Regions from separate parts of the Sus scrofa genome. Here regions 1, 2 and 4 are each linked to region 3. A link is a contact called in public Hi-C and promoter capture Hi-C data. All regions are on one chromosome and are shown on one strand. Each heading gives the region's core, a stretch centred on a gene start, on an enhancer-like site or on the middle of the called end of the contact. The rest is flanking DNA. Distances are from core to core; before and after follow the strand shown.

Evidence for each region. Promoter capture Hi-C pulls out the DNA fragments that hold promoters and counts their contacts. Hi-C and Micro-C count contacts between places; a contact is called where the count stands out from the background.
Region 1: a Hi-C map of liver shows a contact between it and region 3, with 4 times the contacts expected there. The contact joins the promoter of STK11 here to the promoter of TMEM259 in region 3. A contact is called at or near these places in 2 of 5 promoter capture datasets (fetal skeletal muscle and liver), 16 of 47 Hi-C or Micro-C datasets (blood, brain, embryonic fibroblasts and 7 more) and 2 of 2 datasets of contacts at active chromatin or transcription factors (alveolar macrophages and skeletal muscle).
Region 2: a Hi-C map of liver shows a contact between it and region 3, with 3 times the contacts expected there. The contact joins the promoter of CIRBP here to the promoter of TMEM259 in region 3. A contact is called at or near these places in 2 of 47 Hi-C or Micro-C datasets (liver and skeletal muscle) and 2 of 2 datasets of contacts at active chromatin or transcription factors (alveolar macrophages and skeletal muscle).
Region 4: a contact with region 3 is called in a promoter capture Hi-C map of fetal liver, with 4 times the contacts expected there. The contact joins the promoter of ATP5D here to the promoter of TMEM259 in region 3. A contact is called at or near these places in 2 of 5 promoter capture datasets (fetal liver and liver), 6 of 47 Hi-C or Micro-C datasets (blood, embryonic fibroblasts, epiblast stem cells and 3 more) and 2 of 2 datasets of contacts at active chromatin or transcription factors (alveolar macrophages and skeletal muscle).

What each region holds. Positions count from the first base shown.
Region 1 is chr2:77,248,061-77,250,760 of Sscrofa11.1, reverse strand. STK11 (serine/threonine-protein kinase STK11) reads left to right here and starts at 1,439. Exons shown (of 10, transcript XM_021084263.1): 1 at 1,439-2,700. The coding sequence starts at 2,526.
Region 2 is chr2:77,193,029-77,195,728 of Sscrofa11.1, reverse strand. CIRBP (cold inducible RNA binding protein) reads left to right here and starts at 1,432. Exons shown (of 5, transcript NM_001246197.1): 1 at 1,432-1,485; 2 at 2,523-2,664. The coding sequence starts at 2,562.
Region 3 is chr2:77,392,143-77,394,842 of Sscrofa11.1, reverse strand. TMEM259 (membralin) reads right to left here and starts at 1,266. Exons shown (of 11, transcript XM_003353958.4): 1 at 820-1,266. The coding sequence starts at 1,041.
Region 4 is chr2:77,217,921-77,220,620 of Sscrofa11.1, reverse strand. It overlaps ATP5D (ATP synthase subunit delta, mitochondrial), which reads left to right and starts at 1,320. Exons shown (of 5, transcript XM_003122991.5): 1 at 1,320-2,116; 2 at 2,676-2,700. The coding sequence starts at 1,976.

The DNA of each region.
Region 1 (2,700 bases), core at 190-2,689, 140 kb after region 3:
CAATGCTTGGAACATGATTAGCAGGGCTGCTAGCAAGGACATAAGGCAAGTAGTTGCTACATGATTACAAGAAAGGTGGTATGTGGCAAGCAAAGCTGCTGACAGGCACGTAGCTGCCTTTTCAGCCAGGGGCGGCGGGGGCGGGGGGGGGGGGAGGTTGTTTCTCTAGTTCTTACTTCAATATTGGCCATCTTTTTTTATTGACCAATTTGGCTACAGTTTAATTAAGTTTCTGGATCTTTTCAAAGACAGTCTTTTGGCTTCACTGACTTTCCTTAGTCTTCCCACTCCCACCCCAAATCTGCGGCACGTGAAAGTTCCCAGGCCAGGGACTGAACCCTGGCCACAGCAAAGACAACACGGGATCCTTAACCCGCTTAGCCACTGGGGAACTCCTGGTTTTCATTACCCTTTTTCCGTTGTATTTCATTGGTTTCTGGTTTATGATTTAGGAATTTGGGGCTAACTCCCATGTTCTGATTAGGGCTGGCTGGTACACTGGTGTGACCTGGGACTCCTATCCCTCAAAGCCATAGCAATCCCCCTTCTCTGGGTATTTGAGAATCCGATGAGACACATGGATGTCCCCAAGAACGTGTATACTGGTGAGCTCCATTTCACACATAGTCTTAGGGAGTGCACAGGTGTTGGGTCAAGAACTCCCAGCCTGGAACCCAAATCTGATGGTGTCAAGTCCCAAGGTTTCACAAGCAGTTTGCCCCAGCAAAATAAGAACGTAGTGATACAAACAAACAAAAAGCAAAACAGGTTAAAAAACACAGGCCTGGAAGTATTTTCCACCTCATCAAGCCATATTTTGCCAACTCTGTTTTTCACCCAAAGCACTTTGCTGGCACCATCCCAGCTGGGTTCTGAGTTTTAGCCCATGAATTCCTTTGGGGCAGAAATCATCCAGAGCCCTTCTCAACCCATCTGGCCTGAGATACTTAATAAAGGCTTTTTGCCTCGAATTGTACACTTTGGCTACTTTTTGACCCTTGACCTCGCCTCAAACGGGGTTTCGGTTGAGGAGCCCAGGCAGGGGCACCAGAGTCCCCGAGCCCGGCCCCCGCCCAGGAGCACTGCACTCGCCCGGTCCCATGGAAGACTTTAGAACTCCAGACCTCCGACCTCGGCTCCCAACCCCTCCCAGGTCAACGCCCGGGTTTCGCTTCCCGGCTCCTGCTTTCCGCCCCCTCGCCGTGACGGGCGTTTCCTCAGGCCAATGAACAAACGGTATCCACCCCTGGGGCGGGGCCCAGCGGGAACCAATCCCCGCTCGGGCGCCCGCCCGGATCCAAACGGCCCAATAGGAGCGGCGGCGGGGCGCGCCTCGGGGGTCGAGGCCAGGCGGCTCGGCCAACGGACGTGCACGTCGGCGCCGCGAGGGGCGGGTCCGCGACGGGCGTGCGGCGGCACGGCGGCGCAGGGAGGGGGAGGAGATAAACAAGATGGCGGCGGCGTGTAGGGCGCGGAAGGGGGAGGCGGCCCGGGGCGCCCTCGAGTGAGGCGGGGCGCGGCGGCAGCGGCGGCGGGCGCCAGCCGGCAGCGCGGCCGCCTTGCATGGGCTGGGCCCCCGCGCCGCCCCGCCTGCTCCACGCGCGCGGCGGCCGCGGCGGGGGACGGGCCACCCGGACCCCGGCGGCCTCAGGAACCCCGGCCCGGCGCCTGCGGCCTGCGCCGCCTCAGCCGCCCGGAGCTCCACGCGCCCCGCGTTCCGCGGCCGACGGAGTTCCGGCGCAGACCGAGCGCGGGCTGCCGTTTGGGGCGCGGCGCCCTCCGGGCCCGCGCGGCCGCTCGGGGTCCCAGGCCGGTGTGCGGACGCCCGGGCGGCGGCCGACTCCGACGGGGGTCGCTCCCTGCGGCCGGCGGGCCCCGGGCAGTCCCGGCGCTGGAGGGAGCCAGCGGGGCCAAACAGAGGTTCCCCGTGCGCTCCGGACACGCACCTGCCGGCGTCTCGGGCGCCCCGGCCGGCGGGGCCGGCGGGAGCCGCCCCCGAGCAGCGCGCCGGATCCCCAGCGAAGCTCGCCTGCCCGGCTCTGGGGGCCCCGGGGCCGGCCTGCGCGGGGCCCCGGGCGCGCGCCATGGCTCGCTAGTAATGGACGGCGCGGAGAAGACTCGACCCGGCCGCGTCCGTGTTCGTTCGAGGGTCTAAAGTCCCTGGAGGATGACCTAGCACTTCCCGGCCCCACCGGCCTCCCGAGGGCCCCCGTGGACGCGCCGGCCCGCCTCAAAACTGTGAGGCCGGGCGGCCGCAAAACTTGGGACGCTGCACACACCCGGGTGTCCGGGCTTTGGACCAGGCGCGCCTTTTGAACTCACGTTCAGTACAATCGTTTCTTTTCCAAGAAGGGTTTTCTTTTTCTTTCTTTCTTTCTTTCTTTTTTTTCTTTTTGCGATTTTGTGACTTTTATTTTTGGAGAAGGGAATCTTGGGGAGGGGGGACAAAAGGAAGAACCGCTCACCAGGAAGTACACAAAGGGGATTAGAGATCGCCTGCGGGAGTCGGAGCCCTAGGGTCCAGGATGGATGTGGCGGACCCGCAGCAGCTGGGCATGTTTACAGAGGGCGAGCTGATGTCGGTGGGGATGGACACGTTCATCCATCGCATCGACTCTACTGAGGTCATCTACCAGCCCCGCCGCAAGCGGGCCAAGCTCATCGGCAAGTACCTGATGGGGGACCTGCTGGGGGAGGGGT
Region 2 (2,700 bases), core at 183-2,682, 200 kb after region 3:
GCAAAGCATGGGTCTCTGCTCTAAAATCCCCCTGTTTTTATGCAGAGGGTCTGCCCTTTTAAGACTTTCTAGGGATATAGCTTGGGCCTCTGGTCTGGGCAGGCAGGGGTCTACACTAGCATTTTGTTGTTGTTAATTTTATGCCTGCACCAGCAGCAGATGGAATTTCCTCAGCCAGGGATTGAATACCTGCCACAGCTGCAACAGTGCCAGATCCTTAACCCACTGCACCAGGCAGGAGATGAAACCCTCGCCTCAGCAGGCAACTCGCTACCCTTAAGCAGCTGTGCAAGCTTTTTCCACCCCATGGAGGGTTCTGCGACACAGAAGGTAGTGTAACCAAGGCCTGGGCAGGGTGAAAGTGGTGGCCGTGAGAGGGGCTCCCATAAAGAGGGCATGGGGATCCAGAGGAGCAGCCCTGGGGGTAAAGATCCCTGCAAACCTGGTTCTCCTGTTGCAGAGGCCTCCGGATTCGGACTTTCATACAGGAAAAAGATTCAGGGGGAGGAGCCAAGGGAGTGCAGAATAGTGTTGGGGGGGGTGCTGGAGCACGTGATTAAGGGGAGGCGGGGGCTGAGCTGAATGTTGAGGTCCAGTGGGACTCAGGGCTGCGCCCAATTGTGGGTTTGAGAGGCCAGGACAAGGTCAGCCAGCCATCTAGTGCTGGGATGCACAAAAGGGTCTGGCCAGCTGACTGGGGGTGTGGGCGTTGCACTAGACGGAGTGAAGTCAGGATGCAAGTTGGGATTTGTAGGCAAACTGGGTTGGGTGAAATTGGGGTACCCCAAAGTTGTAAAGTAGGAAGAATGGGATCATGACGAATATTTTTGGGAGGGCTTTGGGGCCAGTCACGTTAAGCGGGACATTCAGGAGCATTGGGTTCTGGGCACTCTGGGGTGTCGGTTACACGTTGGCAAATATATAAGAACTGATGTCAGGATTCATCAGTTGGGGTGTCTGAGAGCTGATCCTCAGGTGCGTATGGGGATCTGGCTGAGGTCCTATGTGGGCGATTATTGGAGCACTGCAAAGGACGGGGTTGCAGCGGCCAGGGAGCTTTCCCAGGAGGAAGCAGCAGCCTGAACCCCTTTTGTTCCCCGCCGCAGGCCAGGGACTGGCACGCGGAAGTGGGTCAGCTCCGCCCAGCAGCGCGCTGGCCCCGCCCCCCGTCATGGTCTGGAGACTGCAGACCATGCGCATCCCCGCCAGGCACTTTGACCCCCGCCAGCACGCGGGAGGGGGCGGGGTCGGCACAGGCCCAGCCCCCCAACTCATAAATGTGAGGCACAGCCACGCCCTCAGGGGCCCTGGATTGGCCGACTCGGGGAGGGGGGGATGGGGGCGGGCTTAGGGGGGGCGGGTCCCAGCGGCAGCGTACAAAAGGCCGTACCCGGAAACTGCCCCCCCTCATTCGCGCGTTAGAAGGCTCAGGCCGTTGTGCTGTGCTGTCTTCCCGCCTGCGCCAGGGACCTGCCCAACTCAGTGGTGAGGGCCCTGGCGGTACCGGCTCCGCGGGCCCGGGGCGGCGGGCGGCCAAGGCGGGCCGGCCAAGGCGGGGCGGTGGCAGCACGCCCCTGGGCGGGGGGCGGTACCGGGGCGGGTCCGGGGTGGAGTCCGCTCCGCCGGCGGAGAGGGGTTGCGGAGACCGGGCCGTGCCGCGGCCGGAGGACGTCCTCCGCGGGCTAGAGCGCCGCGAGCGGGTCACCGCCGTAAAATGGCGGCCGCGAGAGCGAGGCTGCGCCCAGCGAAATGGCGGGAGCCCCGGGTACCCGGATGGAGTGGCGCAAGCCGCAGGCGGGGCGCATGCGCGGGGGCGGGGCCGGGGCTACTCCCCTCTTTCCTGTTGGAGTTGTGTGAGGGCGGCACATCATGGGTGCCGCCCACTCTCCGATCCCCAGGTTTGGGCCCAAACTTGCAAGGGGTTGCAAGGCTGCGGGTCGTCTTCAGGCCTGGTTTTGGAGTCATTCAGCGCAGGCCCCTTTCCTGTAAAGGGTCGCTTTAAGTCAGCACCTCCCCACATCCCGCTCCTTTTTAACATCATAGCACCCTACAGTAGACCAAGCACTTTGCCGCCCCTGTATAATAGAGAGGGTTAGAAGTTAGCTCCCTCCCCACCCCCCGACATGTTAGCAAAAGACAGAAGCCAGTGTGCACTCAGCCGGTGGCAGTGGAGATTGATGCCTTCCTTCATTGTCCAGCCCTAAACGTCCTGAGAGGGTGTCAGCGTAGCTGGAGTTTTGGGGTCCCAAATCCAGGCAGCACTGAAGAGTGCTTGCTGCAGAACCGCGGTCTGGCCCTAGCCTTCCGGGAGCCCCCAATTTCGGGAGTGGAGTTGGCCCAAGCACAGAAAAGGGGCAAGGGGGAGTGATAAAGGAATCAAGGGCTTGTTTGAATTAAGCCCTAGGTATGAGCTTGGGATGGTTAAAGGGCACAAAAGCAATTTTCCAATGTTTGTCCCAGGAGCGTGTGTTATTTGTCTAAAGTAAAAAACGGCGAGGGGGTGATTCTCCCGGCCCCTGCAGGACCTCTGAGGATTTCAGTGGTGTTTGCCACAGGTGACCATGGCATCAGACGAGGGCAAACTTTTCGTTGGAGGGCTGAGCTTTGACACCAATGAGCAGTCGCTGGAGCAGGTCTTCTCAAAATATGGGCAGATCTCAGAAGGTGAGGCTGGTTCCAGATTGGCTGGCAGCTGAGCAA
Region 3 (2,700 bases), core at 17-2,516:
CACCAAACGAAATGGCAACCAGGACCCTGGCACCCAGTGAGCTCCTTCTGAGTGAGACCCCTTCCTGGAGGACCCATGCAGACACCCGTCCTCCCAGAACTATCCTCCCAGCTGAAAGCTCTGCCACCAGAGGCAGGACAGGCAGTAGGTTCCCAGGAGGTCCCTCACTGTGCCACAAGCAGCGCCACCGGCTGGGACTTTGTCACTAGCCCTGGCGATGTGACCTCAGCTAGGTCACATTCCCCCGGGAGGTTCAGAGCAGGGAGAATGGGGGTGGGAACAAGCTGAAGGACCAAAGCAGAGCCCTAAGAAAAAGAGGGAGGAGCTTTCGGTGCAGTGGGAGGCCAGGGGGGTGTGTCCTGGGAAGGGGGCATTGGCGGTGGAACCTGGAATCCTCCAGGATTGGAGTTCTGGGCTGGGCCAGGCCAGACTCGGAGGATTGGGAAAGGATCATCCGGGGCTGAGAATCCCAGGCGGCAGGGCCAGGAGGTCCTGGAGCTGGACTGCCGGGCTCCAGCCTCCGGAGGTGGGGGACGCGGGGAAGGGCGAGGCCAGGGGTGGGGTGCGGCTGGAAAAGGCTGGGAGTGAGTTCCTGGAGTCGGGATCAGGAGCCACTAACCGGATGAGCCTCGGGCCTTCGCGGTTGGAAGTTTCTAGGCAGGGGGTCGGGAATGGCAGGCTTAAAGGGAAGGGTCCCAACGGGTAGGGCCGGGTCTATGCCTCCGGGTGGGAGGGGCGCGCTCCCCCCGGCGGGATCAAAAGTCGCAGATCTGAGGGAAGGGTCCGGCTACCGGTGTCAAGGGTTGGGGCTGCGGTCACCTTGAGTAACACGAAGAACTCGAAGAGACGACGGAAGGCGGGAGGGAAAAGGCGCGAGTAGGTGACAGCCATCTTGAAGAAGAGCGCGTGGAAGAGCCGGTCGCGCACGTTGATGAGAGGGTTGGGATTGAGGTTGGGGGTGCGAGGCCCGCGCGCGGGGGCCGGGCCGCCGCCACCGTTGGGCCCGGGCCCCTGTGCCCCGGGCGCCGCGTGCTCCGACATGCCGCCCAGCGTCGCGCCCTAACGGCCCGCGGGTCCCCGAGGACGCCTCCCGACTGCCATCGGCAGTCCTCGCCGCCGCCGCGCTCCTCACGGCCGTAGGGCTACAGCCGCCATCTTCCGCCTCCGTGCCCCAGCTGACGCCAGCGAGTCGCGGCGCGGGCAAGAGCGGCCTCCTTGCGCTCGCGCGGAACGCCGGGATACCGGCGGTCGGCCCGTGGCGGCCCCGCCCACCGTCCTGACGCCTGGCTCGGAACGCCTAGGGGCGGGGCTGCGTTAGTCCCCAGGTCTTTTGCATATTGCCCATGCAGCTGGAAGGCGAGCGATAAAATTAGTCAACATATAAGGATTTTGGAGGTGGTAAAATAAACGTAAGGTAAATGTGACCGGTGAAGATGTTTTCTTTGTGGCGCTCTAGAAAATTATGCTGTAGCTGCGCTTACGTTAGGTTGCCCTAACTGTAAAGTGATCGCATTGGGATCTTTAAATAATGTCCCGGGAAGTATGGCTTTTGTTTTCTTCGCTTTCGGTGGTTCCGAAAGGGTGCTTCGTAACGTTATTAGCGTGTGTGGTGTTTCCGGGCTTTACCCGGCTCTCACCTTCCAGCATTTCGTAGTGGTGGCCCAGGTTGTGTCGTTTACTGAGCGCTGTTTTCATTCTAGAGGCTGAAGCAAAGGCTTTTTTCTTTTTCACAATCCAGATCTTGCCCACTAGCGCTCTTGGCTTTGGCTTTTTGTTCTGTGACCCGGGCTGCTCAGTGGGTCCCTCTCTGCTCCCTGGCCCAAGTGATGTGTACCTGGTCCCTGAAAAAGACTCTGAAACCGAGGTAAGCATTCTTAGAGCCTCAACCATCCCCTCCTCCTGGCTGCCGCCTGGTGCCAAGCCTGGGTGGACACGTCTGGACCAAATTCTCGCTCCTTCATTCATCTTTGAAACGCCTTGGCTCCTCCTGGTAACCAAGGAAGTAATCAGTCCCAACATTCGTTGAGCACCTACTGTATGCCAGGTTCCAAAGCAAGGTATGGGTGGGCTTTCTCAGGAAGCACGGAAGGGCAGATGGAGCTGGAGACCAGGGGCTCAGGCATCCTGAGTGTCGGCCCTGGGGAAGGACTCCCAAAGCCTGCTCAGACGTTTCAGGGAAGTGGCTTACAGTACCCCAGGGCCTGCGCTGGTGCTGGGGACACAGCGGTGGCCAGTGCAGGCTGGATTCTGCCCTCACAGGGCCCAGGGACCAGCAGGAGACAGGCGGACCTCTTGAGGTGGATGTCTGGTCTGGTTCCCAATGGTGAGCACCCCACCGTGAAAGGCACAGACAGGGCTTCTGAGAAAAACCAGGCCCTGGGAGGGGGTCTCTTCTGAATTGCACTGGGGGTGGGGGCGGGGGAGGGGGAGACTTTTCAGCTGTGTCTTGGAACCTACCTGAGGGAACCTTCCAAACCTACCTGCCAGTTTAATCCCACTCCCTGGAGTGAAGACTTTCAGTTTCATAGTGCGCCCTGGCATATCAGTAGGCACTCAATCAGTGCACATGCTTGATACTCTTATGGATCACCCCCAGATCACTTGTTAATTGCAAAAGGAGAGCTAAAACTCGTTCTTCCCAGTAGAGGGACCGGTCGATATCCTTTTTTTTTTTTTTTTTTTTTTTTTTTTCAGGGCCTT
Region 4 (2,700 bases), core at 71-2,570, 170 kb after region 3:
CTGCCTGTTATCTGCTCCAGTGTGTTCTGTCCCTACTCACCCCTGCTCCTACTATGCAGTGACCTCTAAGTGCAGGAGTTCATTTATAGCTGAGTCCCCAGGCAGAGCAAAGGGCAGGCACCCTAGAAGGACCGAGTGTGTCCAGTGGATGAAAGAGTGACACTGCCAGGGAGGGCAAGGAGCAGTCAAGTGGACAAATATCTGAGAAGGTTGGCTCCAGGTGTGTGGGAACTGCTTGTGCAAAATCTCTGAGGTCTGAGAAGGTGTGGGCTGAAGATCGACATATTGAAGGGGCAGTGGAAGCCACTCGTGGTTCCCATAAGGTATGATATGGTTCCTCTGGCTGTGTGTAGAAAAGACACCATGTGAGGCCAGGAGAGAAGCTTGAGGCCCTCCAGGCCAGTAAACTTAGCCACAGTGGCCGAACTGGGTGGAGGAGCCTTGTCGATGGATCCAATGGAGAATTCCAAGATAACTTAGAGTTTGGGACCTGAGTAACAGGGGGTGCTCCCACCCCTTGGCTATCCTGGAGTGGGGATCAGAGGCAAGTCCAATGGATGGGTGTGAGGAGCCGACTGGAGGAGGCCTCCATTGCAATAGGGTCTGGGGCACTGAGGGAGGTCTCGCAGGGCACAGGACTCTCTCCCCTGCGCAAACACGCCTAGGGCCAGGAGAGGTGACTGGGACTAACTCCCTGAGTGCCCAGGGCCTCCCTCCCTCATGGGGGGGGACCTCTTTCAGCCTCAGCACCTGCCCAGCCATGGGCCCAGGTGTGACACTTCCCCAGCGCCTTGCACCCGTCCGCTCCTCAGTCACATCCCGTCCCAACGTGGGCCTCAGCCGGGGAGCTCTCCGGACTCCGCATTTTCCTAGAGCCCAAGGTGGGGGGCTGGGGCCCAACCCGGGACGCAGACCTGCTTGAGCGCGGGGGCGGGGCAGTGACGTCAGCGCTGTGAGCGAGACTGCGCGGGCCGCGGTGACGTCAGCGGAGCCCAGGGCCGCCCGCGCACGCGCCCTAACGTCAGCAACGTGTGGGGGCGGTGGTCAAGCGGGCGGGGCCGCAGGGAGCTCATCTCTGGGCACCGTGCGCCCTCTGCCGGCACCCTTGGGGGTTACAGCCAAGATGTTCGTTCCCACGCCGCTGGCTTGCCGGGGCTAGACTCTTCGCTTGGGATGCCGCTCCGGGACGCCTGCACCTTCTACAGTCAAATCTGGCCAGTCCCCCTACTCTGCTTTTTTTTTTTTTTTTAAGTATTTTCACCTCTTAATGTAGAGGCTATTTTTATTTTCATTTTTTGCTTTTTAAGGCTGCACCCGGGGCATATGGAAGTTCCATAGGCTAGGGGTCGAATCCCAGCTACAGCTGCCAGCCTGCGCCACAGCCAACGCCAGAACCGAGCGCATCTGCGATCAACACCACAGCTCACAGCAGTGCCTGCTCTCTGATCCACTGATCAAACCCAGGGATCGAACTCGCGTTCTCAACAGATTCCTTTCTGCTGCACCCGGACGGGCACTCCCACGTAGAGGTTATGTAATGTGGTGTGTCAGTAAAGCGCCCTCACCACCCCAAACTAGTGCAAGAATCTTGATAGTTCCGTGTCTCTCTCTCCGCTGCGCCTAACATCAAGTAAGCGCCCGCAGAATCTTAACTTCGACTCAAGTGTTTCCTCCACGTAGGCTTCTGCGCTTCCTCATGCAGAACCATGTAATTGAGCCTCCCTCTTCCACCGGACCACCGGACTGGGGGCGCTGGCCGGAAGGAAACTACAACCCCCAGCTTGCCGCGTGCCCAGGCGGGGCGTGGCCAATAACGTGGCGGGCTGCGCTCCGGGAGTCGTAGTTTGCGCGTGCGCCCTCGGCGGATTCCTGTCCCATAAGTCTACGCGCGTCGTCCTCCTCGCCCTCCAGGCCGCTTGCTTCCAGCCGGGAATCTCCCCGCCGCAGCTCTGCTATCCGCCCTCCACCCTCAGCCATGTTGCCCGCTACTCTGCTCCGCCGCTCGGGTCTTGGCCGAGTCGTGCGCCAGGCTCGCGCCTACGCCGAGGCCGCCGCCGCCCCGGCCTCTGCAGCAGGCCCAGGGCAGATGTCCTTCACCTTCGCCTCACCCACTCAGGTTCGAACGTCCCCCGGGCTCCAGACACCTTTCCGGACCCCGCACCCGCACTCCTACCCCGTTTGGCCCCAACCCTCAGGTCAGCGACCCCCGTTCCGGACCCGCACTTCAACCCTGTGTGGTCCGGTATCATAGTCTCCAAACTTCAGCGGTCCCTGTTCCCCAGATGCTCCTTTTCCGTGTGGTTCGGGATCCGCTCCTCAGCCTCCCTTTTCCATGTGTGCCTAGCGTGTACCTTTCCCACGCTGTTCAGAATCTGAGCCCCTGGGCACTTTGTTCAAATTCACCGCTTCTGTATTCTCCTGGGGTGGCCCTCGGTTTCTGCCTTAACATCATTTCTTTGAACGGAGGTTAAGGTGGCTGGATTTTCTTCCCTAATAGGTAAAGATACTGCAGTCTTGCTCGAGAACCCGCTATGTTTCGAGCATAGGCCGCAGCACAGCTGCCTCTGTATCTCCATCATCCCTCAGCCCTGCCCCAGTTGTTTGAATTTAGGGAGTGACTGACCGCTATTCCTCCAGGGTTGGCCGGAAGCGACCCTTGTTTCGTGTGTCTGTAGGTGTTCTTCAACGGAGCCAACGTCA